2 separate regions of the Mus musculus genome follow, and region 2 is linked to region 1. Evidence: chromatin contacts called from public promoter capture Hi-C data. All regions are on one chromosome and are shown on one strand. Each heading gives the region's core, a stretch centred on a gene start, on an enhancer-like site or on the middle of the called end of the contact. The rest is flanking DNA. Distances are from core to core; before and after follow the strand shown.

Evidence for each region. Capture Hi-C pulls out chosen DNA fragments and counts their contacts.
Region 2: a contact with region 1 is called in a promoter capture Hi-C map of pancreatic islet. The contact joins the promoter of 4933407L21Rik here to the promoter of 9930111H07Rik in region 1. A contact is called at or near these places in 5 of 39 promoter capture datasets (the 3T3-L1 cell line, the HPC-7 cell line, embryonic stem cells and 2 more), 1 of 484 Hi-C or Micro-C datasets (nephron progenitors) and 2 of 9 other capture datasets (adipose tissue and pancreatic islet).

The regions. Positions count from the first base shown.
Region 1 is chr1:85,771,907-85,778,571 of GRCm38.p6, forward strand. 9930111H07Rik (RIKEN cDNA 9930111H07 gene) reads left to right here and starts at 3,365. Exons shown (of 4, transcript NR_108086.1): 1 at 3,365-3,413; 2 at 5,595-5,645.
Region 2 is chr1:85,925,135-85,931,799 of GRCm38.p6, forward strand. 4933407L21Rik (RIKEN cDNA 4933407L21 gene) reads left to right here and starts at 3,349. Exons shown (of 3, transcript NR_037692.1): 1 at 3,349-3,958; 2 at 5,337-5,402; 3 at 6,151-6,622. Gm51745 (a long non-coding RNA gene) reads right to left here and starts at 204. Exons shown (of 3, transcript XR_003948690.1): 1 at 97-204.

The DNA.
Region 1 (6,665 bases), core at 2,115-4,614:
TCCCTCGCCAGGTGGAGTGAGAAAATGGACTAGTGGACAGAGCCCAGAGACAGAAAAATAGAGGGAGTGATTGGACAGAGACTCATGGAGAGAGAGTCTCTCAGAGAGAAACAGAAGGAAACACTAAAGGTGAGTAGTATTCTGTCACCTTGTTGGACCTTTGACTGGTAAGGGAAGGTCAGGGCTGTTAGCTCCAAGCCTGCAGAAGTACAGATGAGTCAGACGAGGTTTCTGGATGCCTCTGCCAAGAGCAGAGGAGAGGAGCCAGAAGAAATATTCTTAGCCCCAGAGGGTTGGGGATGTGAAAGAATTGTTAGACTATGCATTCTTAGCATTGTAGAGTTGGAAGCCGAGTCTCTAAACCCCTTTCTTTATGTTTTAATTTGGAAATGCGGAGGCTGCTGATTAGTGCAAAAATAAAAGAGAAAAGAAATATAGTCATTAAGATTGAGACTGCAGCTGGGCAGTGCTGACTCATGCCTTTAATCCCAGCATTAGGGAAGCAGAGACAGGTAGATCTCTTGAGTTCAAGGCCAGCCTGGTCTACAGAGTGAGTTCCAGGACAGCCAGAGATACAAGAGAAACCCTGTCTCAAAAAACAAAAGAAATAAATACATAGAAGATAGATAGATAGATAGATAGATAGATAGATAGATAGATAGACCAATAGGAGGCAGACAGGCAGGCAAATAGATGATTTAGACTACAAAGCAGGTCATAGTGGCACACACCTTTAATCCTAGCACTCACAGGGAAAGCCAAACAGATCTCTGAGTCTGAGACCAGCCTTGTCAACAGAGTAAGTTCTAGGAAAACCAGGGCTATACAGAGAGACCCTGTCTCAAAAACAAAACAAAACAAAATGAAACGAAATTCCAGTAAAATGTTTTTAGTGCCTACCTGAACCACAGCTGTAGTTTTGTAGACTTTTTGCCTTTTTTTTTTTTCTTATTGGCCTTTGGTTTATTTATTTCAGTTTCCATTTTTTGTGTTCTTGTGAGGAGTTTGTGTGTTTCTTGTTTTACTGTTGTTTTTGTTTGTTTTAAAGAAATAGTAAAAAACAGTTGGGTGAGTAGATTAATGGGGAGGAACTGGGTGGAAAGCATGGTCAAAATATATTGTGTGAAATGTTTTCAAAACATATATGTGCATATATACATATAGATATAGATGATAGATAGATAGATAGATAGATAGATAGATAGATAGATAGATAGATAGATAGATAGACAGCTTTTTTTTTTTTCAAGACAGTTTCTCTGTGTAGCCCTGGCTGTCCTGGAACTCACTCTGTAGACCAGGCTGGCCTCGAACTCAGAAATCCGCCTGCCTCTGCCTCCCAAGTGCTGAGATTAAAGGTGTGTGCCACCATGCCTGATGCAGATAGACAGCTTTAAACTATCTGAAAGCTTAACCTTATCCTGAGCCTTAACATCTCCTCACCAGGCACTATCACAAGTCCTCTGTTCACTTTGAATTATTCCAATTTTGCTGTAAATTTGTTAGGAATGTGAGAATATTGGTATAAACTCTTGACTTCAATATTTGAAAGTCTGATTTGGCTCTAAAAATATATTTAATATGTACTGTTTATAAAAGTGGTTGGATTTTTTTTTTTTGAGGCCATGTATGATGGCACACCCTTTAATTCCAGCCCTCCAGAGGCAGAGACGGGTAGAATTCTGTAAATTCAGGCCAGCCAAGGCTACATCGTGAGACCCGGCCTCAAAAAAAAATTAAACTTTTAAAAGTATTGTATGGCTCAGTGGGTATTTCCAGTCATGCCTAACAATTGAAATCAGTCGTCAAGATTCAGATGAATAGCAGAGAGAAGTGATACCCTAAGGTTGTCCTCTGACCTCCACCCATCTGACTTGGTACCAGCACACCCCAACACATTAAAATAAATAAGTGTAACTTTAAAACAACTCTTAAGAAATCGGATCTGCAGAGGTCTAGAGGACTTCTGGTGATCAATGTCAAATGCTTGTTACTTTTTAGAGGCCATTATAAGAATAAGGAAGGGAGTACAAATATCTAGATAAATAAGCTTAGGCAAAACTCATGCAAGTATGATCCAGAGTGTTCATTATTTTCTGGGATGGGAAATATCAATGTATTTCTTAGCGGTAGAGTTTTCCATTATGCGTTACCTTTATGGCGGGATAAATCAAATGTGAAATTGCTTGGTTTTGCATGCAGCTCCACATAGGATTCGACTCAGGGTGCTTAATTCTGCTAAGTAGAAATTCAAAGCTGAGTGAAAGTCTTACAGTCGGAAAACCCAGATAATATGAAAATGCAGTACCAGATATTTTTATCATAAAATAGCTTGGCAAAAGGTGAGCACAGTAGCGAACGATGGTGATCATAGCATCTGGGAGGTGGAGGCAGGAGGATCAAAAATTCAAAGTCATTCTCAGCTATAGAGCAAGTTCAAGGCCAGCTCGGGCTACATGTGACCCTATTACAAAATACGAAGCAGACGATAGCTCTGCAATTACTCACGGGTTTATAAATATCTATGATATAATGTGTCTTTTATTTCGATCAAGATTCCTGTAGAGAATTTTGTTAGAGAAATCGGTACTAGAACTTCATTTGAATCGCTGAGTTCGAAACTTAGTTCTTTTAGTGAAATATTAATTAGAAACATTCATGCTATTAGGGCTAATTTGCTTGGTAATTTTAACCAGGGCACACAATGCTCATTGGTGAATTCATGGGGATTTTATGTTGTTGGTTTGTTTTTTAAGTGTCTCGTCTAGTTATAATCTAGCTTTGCACTCTGGGGGTGATTTATGGTGTAATCATCATAAAATAAGTCTGGGCCAATCCACACCGGTGACCAACTGGGATATAAAGCCCGACTGTAACGTTAATGAAGATGCTACACTGTTAGCACTTTACACTGCACGAAAGCAATTTTTACCTCTTTTAATCTGTAGCTCGTTTCTTGAACAGTCATTCTCTCTCTAGGCTGATTTCAGAAATGGCTGGGAATTTGTTGTAACAACCCTAGGGATCGTGGAAAATGTGTAGTCGGTGTAGGATGGTTATGGTTGGGGGCTCTGGGCTTTGAGGAAGTTGTGCTGACATTGAACATATAACTTCCCAGCCTGATTGAAGTCAAGTTTCCTTTTGAAGGCTTTGTTCCGGGCCACCTCCAGCATACTCTCTGTCCCTTGCATACTGTAACGTACTGTCTCCTCGGACACTGTGACAATACAAATAACATCTTCTGCATTGGGCCTAAAATAGCTGGAGACATTGCGGTTCCTTCTTATGCCCTGCTGGCAAGGACAGGCCAAGTCCTCTGTATCCTCACTGCGTCAGGCCAGGCATGAGTCATCCATCGCATGTTGACTTCCCAGCCCAGGCCTGGACTAGAGAGAGCCTGCCTGCACCTCCAGGTAGGTCTGAACAATCTTTTCTGGAAGCATCAGGGCTAAATCACAGAAGCTGGCAGCTTCCCTGGGCTCTCTTCCACTATAGCTTAATCATGAGGTGGCTGGACTCCAAGCCACAGCTGCCGCTTGAGCACCGAGGCTTGATGTCTCCCTCCCATTCCCTGCGCGGCCCTGATCCCTGGACCACCTTCTTTTAGAAGGTGGGTCACTGTGTATGGCAGCAGAGGTCAGGTGTGCCTGTCGTGGGGCTTCTCCCACTTGGAAGACTCAAATCATTGTCTCTCAGGTTTTCTTCTCAGTGGGGAAAAAACTGAGCAGAAGATGCGGGCTAATGAAGGCTTGCCTCCCTTTGCTTTCCTGACTAGCCCAGCAAGCACTTTTGGCCCAGACTGGTGCGCTGTCTGTCTACGTCTACGTGCTGTGCGCTTCATCATGCTCTGTCATCATGCTCTCTCTCATGTACGTTCGTCTGTATGTATGCATTCCCCCAAAACATACCCTTAACAAATGGACAGACTACTTGTACCACAAACACAAGGTTGGCTGGTTTGTTTGTTGTTCTTCTTTCTTTTTCTTCCTTCCTTCCTTCTTTTGTTTGTTTGTTTGTTTTTGTTTTTCAAGAAATGGTTTCCTCTATTCCTATCTTAATTTTTTGAGACAGGGCGTCTCACCAAATCCTGAGCTCGTTGACTAGGTTTAAATCAGACAGTCAGTGAGACGCGGGGACCCTCCTACCTCTGCTTCCCAGCTCGAGGACTGCAGGCATGCGCCACTGTGCCCAACTTAAAAGATAGTTTATGAGCTCAACCTACAGAATAAGGACTAGGAAGACAGCACTAACTGTCTGCGCACTGGAGAGACTCAAAGCCCAGCAACTTCTCAGTCTGGGAGGTTAGATGCCTTGACAGCCCTGCTCCCTGAAGAGTAGCTGGCATAGAGTCTTCATGGAAAGGCTGAAGAAGCTGGTATCTGGCACCAGCTGAGGAGAGCAGCGGCAGCAGCGGCAGCGGCAGCAGCAGCAGCAGGGATAAACACAAGCGCACTCTGGAAGCTGTAATGGCAAGCGACGCCCACTGCGTTTTCCTCAGAACTCTATAGCAGAGCCGCCCACTGGAAGGTGCCACCTGTGTTGAGAGTTGGTCTCCCCTTCAGTCATCCCTCCCTGGAGGTACCCTTTAGACACGCCCAGAGATGTATATTCTTGTCATTCTAAATTCCTTTGACAATCAAGACCAACCCTCATGCCTACGTTAGCTCCCTGCTGCTATGACAAAATATTTGAGAAAAGTCAATGTAAAAAAAGGAAAGGCTTATTGGAGTTCTGACCTCAATGACCGCATTTCCTTCCCACTAGGTCCCACTTTCGGGTTTTTTTTTTGGGGGGGGAGTGGGGGGGTTCAAGACAGGGTTTCTTTGTATCACCCTAGCTATCTTGGAACTCACTTTGTAGACCAGACTGGCCTCAAATCCACCTGCCTCTGCCTCCCAAGGGCTGGGATTAAAGGCGTGTGCCTCCATGGCCTGGCTTAGGTCTCACTTTCGTTTTTGTTTGTTTGGGGTTTTGTTTTGTTTTGTTTTGTTTTGTTTTGTTTTGTTTTTTTGAGACAGGGTTTCTCTGTATAGCCCTGGCTGTCCTGGAACTCACTCTGTAGACCAGGCTGGCCTCGAACTCAGAAATCCACCTGCCTCTGCCTCCCGAGTGCTGGGATTAAAGGCGTGCGCCACCACACCCAGCTTGGGTCCCACTTTCTACAGGTTACACCACCTCCTAATATGTCTCAGGCTGATGAGCAAGCTTTTCAAATCTGGATCTGTACATTTAAGATCAAAACTGTAACAATGAGTGAACTATGCAAATGGGCCAACATCTAAGAGAACCAAGATACATTGTTCTGCTTAATAGTAATCAAAACTCATCCCTGAGACCCAGAGCAGAAAACATCCAGCTATCTGTGGAGCTGTGATCTGTCACAGTAGATGATAGGGTGTTGGGGAGATTTCTGAACACTGTACCCCAATAGTATGGAGCAACAGGTAGCACAGTTGAGTCTTGACTCTGAGGTGCCTCAATGCCACCAAGAGAGAACCCACAGGTTTCTTTGACTGCCACCTGTATCTCCTGATGGACATCTGGATGCTGCTGGTGTCTCCTAACCAGAGACTCTTGGCCTCATCCTTACTTAGATACTTGGATGTGAAGCATCACCTGACTTCTTGCAACCAACATCATCCAAGGTAGGTATGCTCTACCCTGATTATACCAGGATAGCTAAATAGTCATAGCCATCTTTTGAAGTTCAGCTCTTCCATCCAAAGCATTGGGGGGTGTGGAGGAGGGGACTTACCAGAGTAATTAGCCAGTGTATAACCATGCCCAGCAGGTATCAGTGCCTTTGTAAAGAAAGAAAACAGAGAACTTTGCCTAAGTCTTAACTGCCTAGAATCAGAGAGGAGGAGCCCAAGATAGGAGGAGGCCATTGGAAGGGAAACTAGCGGCCTGATAGACTGCACATGCATCAATCCCATGTAGGTACTTAGATCCTAACACTCAGATGCAGGAGAATCTCCGAGTTCAAAGCCAGCTCAATCTACATAGCCAGTTCCAGGCCACTCAGCTGTTTTGAAACAGCTTATTGTTGGCTCAAAACAACAACAGGGGGTTGGAGAGATGGCTCAAAGGTTAAGAGCACTGGCTGTTCTTCCTAAAAGACCTGGGTTTGATTCCCAGCTCCCACATAGCAGCTCAGAACTGTCAGTAACTCCAGTCCCAGCGGGATCAGACACCCTCGCACAGTTATACATACATGCAAAGTGGGCAATGCACATTAATTAAATAAAAACTAATAACAACAACAATAACAACTCAGAGCCACCATTTTTCTCACCAGTGTCTAGACCTTGTCTTGGTACCCTAATCAGGCCCATCACAGTAAGAGACTGTCACTCACTGGTAAAAATTTTCAATTCATAACATCAGCACAGAGGATTCGGTCTATGAATAATACTGAACTTCTGAGACCAGACAGCTCAGGCGTGGACCTGTAGGTCAGTGAAGAGGCCCTTCCAGACACACTTGGGCCAAAACATGCTGTGCGACTCCTGAAGCCCAGACTCTGTCTTAGTTAAGGTCTCCATTGCTGTGAAGAGACATCATGACTACAGCCACTCTTGTAAATGCAAACATTTAACTGGGGCTGCCTTACAGTTTTGGAGGTTCAGTTCATTATCGTCATGGCAGGAAGCGTGGCGGCACAC
Region 2 (6,665 bases), core at 2,099-4,598, 150 kb after region 1:
TCTGGGAGGGAAAATAAACCCTTCATTCCCTCAGTCGCATTTACCCAATATTTTGTGGTTATTTTGTTGCAGCAGTAAGAGAAGTAACACACTTACCACCAGACTCCCAGCACAGCAGGTCCCGTCGCCCTCCCCCCCCCCCCTTGCAATTGCCATGTACAGCACCATTCTCTTGTGCAGTGGTTAGAAGTGGTCATTATTGGGTAGCCAGTTACACATATATCTGTTCTGCCTGGTAACCTAGGGTGGATCAATTGACCAAATAGGGCGGACAGATGTTCCTACACAGAGAGAGGCCAGAGTCCACCCTGAGGTGACAATGCCATCCGTTCCTTTTTGCCTATGACTTTCCAGGCTCTTAGGTGCTATACTCTGCCTGTTGAGGAACCTCTCTGCTCCAGCCGACAGGGACAATTGGTGTTAATGTTTAAATGTAAAGTATCCCCTGCAGGCTCATGTGTTTTTTTTGAACATTTGGTTCCCAGCTAGTGGTATCATTATAAGAAGTTATAAAAACCTCTAGAATATAGGACCCAGCTGGCTGATGAGGCCACAGGGACAGGCTTCGAGGATTATAGCCCTTCTGGATAAAACTCTCTTTCCTACTCCTCCTCCTCCTCCTCCTCCTCCTCCTCTTCTTCTTCTTCTTCTTCTTCTTCTTCTTCTTCTTCTTCTTCTTCTTCTTCTTCTTCTTCTTCTTCTTCTTCTCCTTCTTCTCCTTCCTTCTCCTCTTCCTCCTCCTTCTTTGTCTTTTTCATCTTCTTCTTTGCTTGTGTTGTTCTTCATTTTTGTTTGTTTGTTTTTGTTTTGTTTTATTTGTTTGTTTGTTTATTTGAGACAGTCTCTCAATATGTAGGCACAGCTGGTCTGGATCTTACTATGTAAACCAGACTTGACCTTGAACTCACAGAGCTGCCTGCTTCTGCCTCCCAAGTGCAGGAATTAAATGCATGTGCCACCCAGCTTAGCTTTCTACTCCTTGATCCATGGAAATATAAAGAAGCTGGATGCTTCATGCTCCCTACTATGTCCTGGCCACAGACGGGAACTGATTCTAACACTATACAGTATGATTACCCCACCATAAAGGACTGTATCCTCTTTGACCACGAGCCACTTCTATCTCAGCAACCAGAAATGCAACCAAGAAATTGGCTGTGTTCAGTGGGCAGAGTTATGAGGTAAGTGCTACCATGGAGGATCCCCCTTCCAAAGTGAAGGCACAGACTGTATAGATTCCACCAAGGTCCAGCTTCATAGCCAGGCAACATGGATTATTTAGCTCCTACTATGTGTCAAGTGTTCTGTGAAGTTTTGAACTTCCAGGGTCTCTGCCTGTAAAAACTTTTGAGTTGGAAGATCCTTTCAAAGAACCAGAATATAATCATTTGAGATGTTGTGAAGCTTACGGTAGGTTGAAACCCCCTAAATCTATTGTTGTTGCCTCTAAGGCAACCACAGACAGCGTGGGTAGTTGTGGCCATGTACCAATATGGCTTTATGGGCAATGGCTTAGAGCAGAGTTGGAAACACACAAACAAGACCTCAGGATACCGGTCAGGCCCCTGCTGAAGCTCAGTAGGTGGCCTTGTGGTATTTTATATGTCCCCAGCTTCCCTGATCTGTGGTAGCTGGCCGATCCAACAATTGACATTAGTGGATAAACCAGCAGAGACAACGGCAGCTGACCAGAACAGTGTCTGAAGGGCTGGAAGGGTCTGACGCACCATGAGGTTTTCTGGAGCCTTCTAGCCTTTTCAATCCCTAGTCCACTTTCCAGGTCCCATGAGGCCCAGCCCAGGGAGGTTTGGCTATGGCCCCAGACAGCCTTACCTTGGAACAGGGTGTCCTGTTTTCTCTCTTCCCATATATAGTTGGTCTTCTATATTTATAGTTGCCATATCTGAGGAGCCAATCAATAGGACTGAAAATATCTGGGGAAATGCATTTGTAAAGAACACCTGCAGAAGTTTTTCTTGCCATTGTTCCCAACCGGGCACAAGCTGTTTATTTAACATTTATATGGTATCATGTCATCTTAAGTAACATAAAGATGATTTAAAGTATATGGGGGGTGCACTCAGCAGATAATGGTGCTTGCCACACAAGCTTGGGGACTTGAGTTTGGTTCTCAGAACCAATGGAAAGGTAGAAGAAGAAAACTGACTCTACAAAGCTGTCTGTCCTGTGACCTCCACACGTATGTGGTAGCATGAGTCCTGAACACATTCACTTCATATATATATATATATATATATATATATATATATATATATATATACATATATATATATATAAAATACTACTAATAATAATAATTATTAATATAATAATACCCTTAGAGTATGTGGCACGTGAAAATGGGTCCTATACAAATACCATGTTAATTCCTGTAAGAGAGTGGAACCTCCATTGTTCTGAGTGATGACCGTACATCCTCACAGGAAAAAAAATATTTCCTTTCTTTCTTGTGTAAAACAATCATTTCCAGCAAACTTGTTAAGTTATAAGGCTATCACCACCATCAGTCTCTGTCCAAAACCTGCTTTTTATCCAAGAAATGTGGGTGAGGGTTTCCTGTCAACAAAACTGCTCAAGCACCCTACTACCCTGTGGGAAGAGTACCAGAAGCACACAGGATGGGCCCCCCAGAGAGACCCAGGGATGGTGACATGGGAGAATCCCCTGGGAACTGTGCGAGGAACATCTCCTTCATTTCTTAGCCCTTTAAGTGACAGTGGCCAGGTGCTCACATCTGGGTCAGGAACCCTCTGCAGTAGACATGTATGGATGAAACCTTCCCTCAGTGCTACCCACCAAACCCTTACATGCACACAGCAGCATCCCTGTTCCTTCCCACCCAGGTATGGACCACTGGCCTGCTTTTGATGTCTGTGTACAGGACCTTCAAATCCTTTTGTATTTCAGTGAGTCCCCACCACAGGAAGGGGACAGATCTGTACTTGTCCCCAAGGCAGTCGGTAACATCTCAGAGTTATCAGCCAAGTAGATTCCTATTGCAGGGTTTCTAAGACATTGAGATGAAATTGTCAGGAAGGGCTGATACCTGTCATTCTGGGGTTTTGTGGATGAGGTCTGGCCCTACAGCTGGCCTCTCCTCTGCTCTGTTTCTCTGGTAGGAGAAAATTCTTACCCATGCCCTATGGCCCCAGCTCTTTCCTCTTTTTTCGTAGCCATTCTCACCATCGAAATGTCATTTCATCTTTAATTAACAGTAGGATTCTTTGTTGCCTGCAAGAGGATCCAGTTGGAGCTAAATCAAGTAACTAGGGGCTCCTCCTGGGGGCCTGGAGCAGCTTGCAGTTGCAAAGCAGTTGCTAGGCAACCAGTACTGCTTACTGCCTCTGCCTTGGGGTGTTTCCAACAGCCTTAGGCCTCCCTCAGCCTCTTTCTTGGCAGAAAGCATCCAAAGGCACAGTGTGGGGTGAGGGTCCCTAGCTTTGGGCCTTTGTGTCCTGCACAGAGAGGGAGGAGGGACGTTATCCTAGATACTGTCTCTGGAAGATGCCATACTATTATGGTTTGAATATAAAATTCCCTACAAGATCTGGGGAGCACTTGGTCCTCATCTGGTAAAGCTGTTTGGAGGAGGCTCTGGAATGTTTAGGAGGTAGGCCCTAGTCAGAGGAACTAGGTCACTGAAGGGAAACACCAAGGTTCTAGTCTCTAGTTACATTTTTACTTCCTGTCTGCCAAGAAGGAAACAGCTTCCTCCACACCTGTCCCAGTACTGTGATGTACTGCCGCACAGTCAAGCCACCATGAAATGAACCTCTAAGTGTTTCTGCTCTGTTGGACGGGCATCCGGGGACTCGGAAGCCCAGGAACCACACAGCTCTGAGGGGAGGATGCATCCCAGTGAGACACAGGAGCCCAGGAACCACACAGCTCTGAGAGAGAGAAAGCCTCCTCAGCAGAGGTGTTGCAGCTCCCCAGGGTGAGTATCCCAGCCGAGCTGAGGCCTCAGCCCAGCTCCATCTTTGCTTCTTCTTTTCTCTTCAGAGCTTCTTTTCTTGTCCTCTTCTGATGAGAGAGTCACAGCAGGCAGAAAAATCTCATGAACGAGATTTATTGAAAGGTCCAGGGTGTGGAGGGATGAATCCAGGGATGGCTGCCTTCTCTGCTCTCAGAAGTGGGCAGCCGGAAATTGGATAAAGGGCAGGCCTTCTCTAGGATTTCTTAAGGGGCAGAGCTTTTCAGGGCAGAGATTTCCAGACTGAGGATTGGTGGGATTTCAAGCCCCGAGTTTGGGAAGCTCAGAGATTGATGGGTTTTCCTGTTCAGGGATTGGTGGAGTTTTGTGCTCAGGGATTGGTGGGTTTTGGGGGGAAGCTCAGGGACTGGTGGGTCTTTCTGCATCAGGCCCATGAGTTAGTGTAGGAATTCCTTCCCGGCTGCAGCTGGTTTTGCTGAGGCACCATCCTCTGTGGCGTTGCTTGAGGGAGGCTGGAGAGGAGGTGCTGCCACTGTGGACAGCTCCTGTGAGGTATGCAGATTGAGATGTGGTGGGTGGTGCCGCCATTTTAGACATTTTACTGCTGCAGCCATAGGCTTGGCTGGAAGGAGGGGCCTGCAGCTGCTTTGACGGCTTTTGTGCTGCTCCACGTAGGGACCGCAGAGTCCACTAAAACTGTGAGCTGAAGGAAATCCTTCCTACCTCGGGTTTCTCACAGGTATCTGCTCACAGTGGTAAAATCCTGACTAAAATCCATACGCACTCTATCATCGCATCCATCGCTCATTAGAAGAATATGGATTTGCCTCACCTGCTCAGATCTAAGCTCTTCTAGGTACCAGGACAAGTACCAGATATGTCCAGCACTAAGTAATGAGGGTGTTCTTACTTGATCATTAGGAAGATGAATGCTGGCCTAGGGAGATGGCTCAGCAGCTAAGAACACTGAATACTCTTGCAGAAGAAGATCCAGGCGTGGTCCCCAGCTCCCACAGGGTGGATAACAACCTGTTAGCTCCAGTTTCATTCAGGGAATCTGATGCCTCTTCTGGCCCCCATGGACACTACACACTTGTGGTGGTACACAGTCATATATGCAGGCAAAACACTCATACACAAAACAAAAATACATTTGTTTTTAGAGAAGATGAATACACACAATACTCTTTCCAAATGAGAAGATCTAACTGGACTACACAAATTATTACGGAAGTGCAGGCAATTGTTTAGATGCCTTGTGGAGAAGAGAATGTACTGGCCCTTAAAGAAATATTTTAATTCCAGAGACAGTAACTAATACACAAAGTTGGAAATGTGACTGTCTTCCAGCGTCACTTTGTGCTGTTTTGTTTTGAGACAGATTATCAGGCTGGCTTGCAACTTGTAGTGATCCTCTTGTTGCATCTTCAGAGCACCGAGATTACAGGTGAGGACCACCATGCCTGGTTTATTCTCACATTTGTGGAATGCTTTCCTTGATATTTTTTGTGTGTGTGTGATGGGGTTTCAAGTAAACGGAGCTGCCCTGAACTCACTATGTAGCCAAGGATGCCCTTGAACTTCTGACCCTCCTGTCTCTGCCTCACAAGTGCTGGAATTACAGGTATGTGCCACCAAACCTGGTTCATAAAACACTGTTGGGGGGGAAGGGGTGTTTGTCATGTATATGGAAGCACATGTGTGTGCAGGTGTACACATATACAATGCACATGTGAATATCAGAGGACAACCTTGTGTGTGGGTCCTAAGGTACCTATCACTTTGTGTTTGAAACAGGACCTCATTGGCCCAGAGTTTTGTCAAATATATGTATACGTACACACACACACACACAAATCTCAACTTGTCACTAGCAACTTGACATCTGTCTCTTTATTATTCTGAGGCACTGTTTGAGTCAGCAGTGGCTTCCATGGCTTCCCCACTCAGCTCAGGGAGAGAGATGTAGCCCCCTGCCTTGGGTCCCCATGTAGCAATGGCACTGTCAGCCACAGAGCCCTCTCCAATGCTGTTGGGGGGGTTAGAGGTGTTATTTTAACCTTAAGAAAACTGTGATCTTCCTGGTAACCGGTGCATGTGGGTCTATCTCTCCCCACTCCTACTGTGACGGCTGCCCACACACAGAAGTGAGAGGCTTGGGACAAGACCCATTCCCTGTTGTCATCTGTTGCCAGGATCTGGGAGCTGAGCCTCCCATGCCTTCTGGTTGGAAGTGAGGCCTGGAGCTGTTGCTTGGCAGCCAACCTGTGCCAGGCATGCACAGCTGAGAGGATCCTGCAAGACCTCGAGAGAGATGATGAGCAGCTACCATTTCTAGCTTGGGAAGTAGGCCTGTTCTGTGCGCTGGCTGCCTTGAGAGGCATGCATTATGACTCCTGGGGTACTCAATGTGCCTTTCAGTTCCCGAAAACCTGAGGCACCCTCTCAGGCAGTGAGGCAAACAGGCTACCTTTGTGTCTTGGTGTTCCTTAGAGGTAAATGAAGCATACATACAGAACTTGGCTGAACATATAATCTTAGACGTTACTCTTGTATGCCCTATCAGGCTTGGGTGCCACCCTTATAGCCTATCATGAGGAGCATGTAAAATGTCTCACTGCTTGAAATAAACCTGTCTCAGTCTTAGCTCTGCTGAGGTCCCTCCAACCGGCCTGAGTCATTTATTCCCACTGCCTATATCAGAAGACAC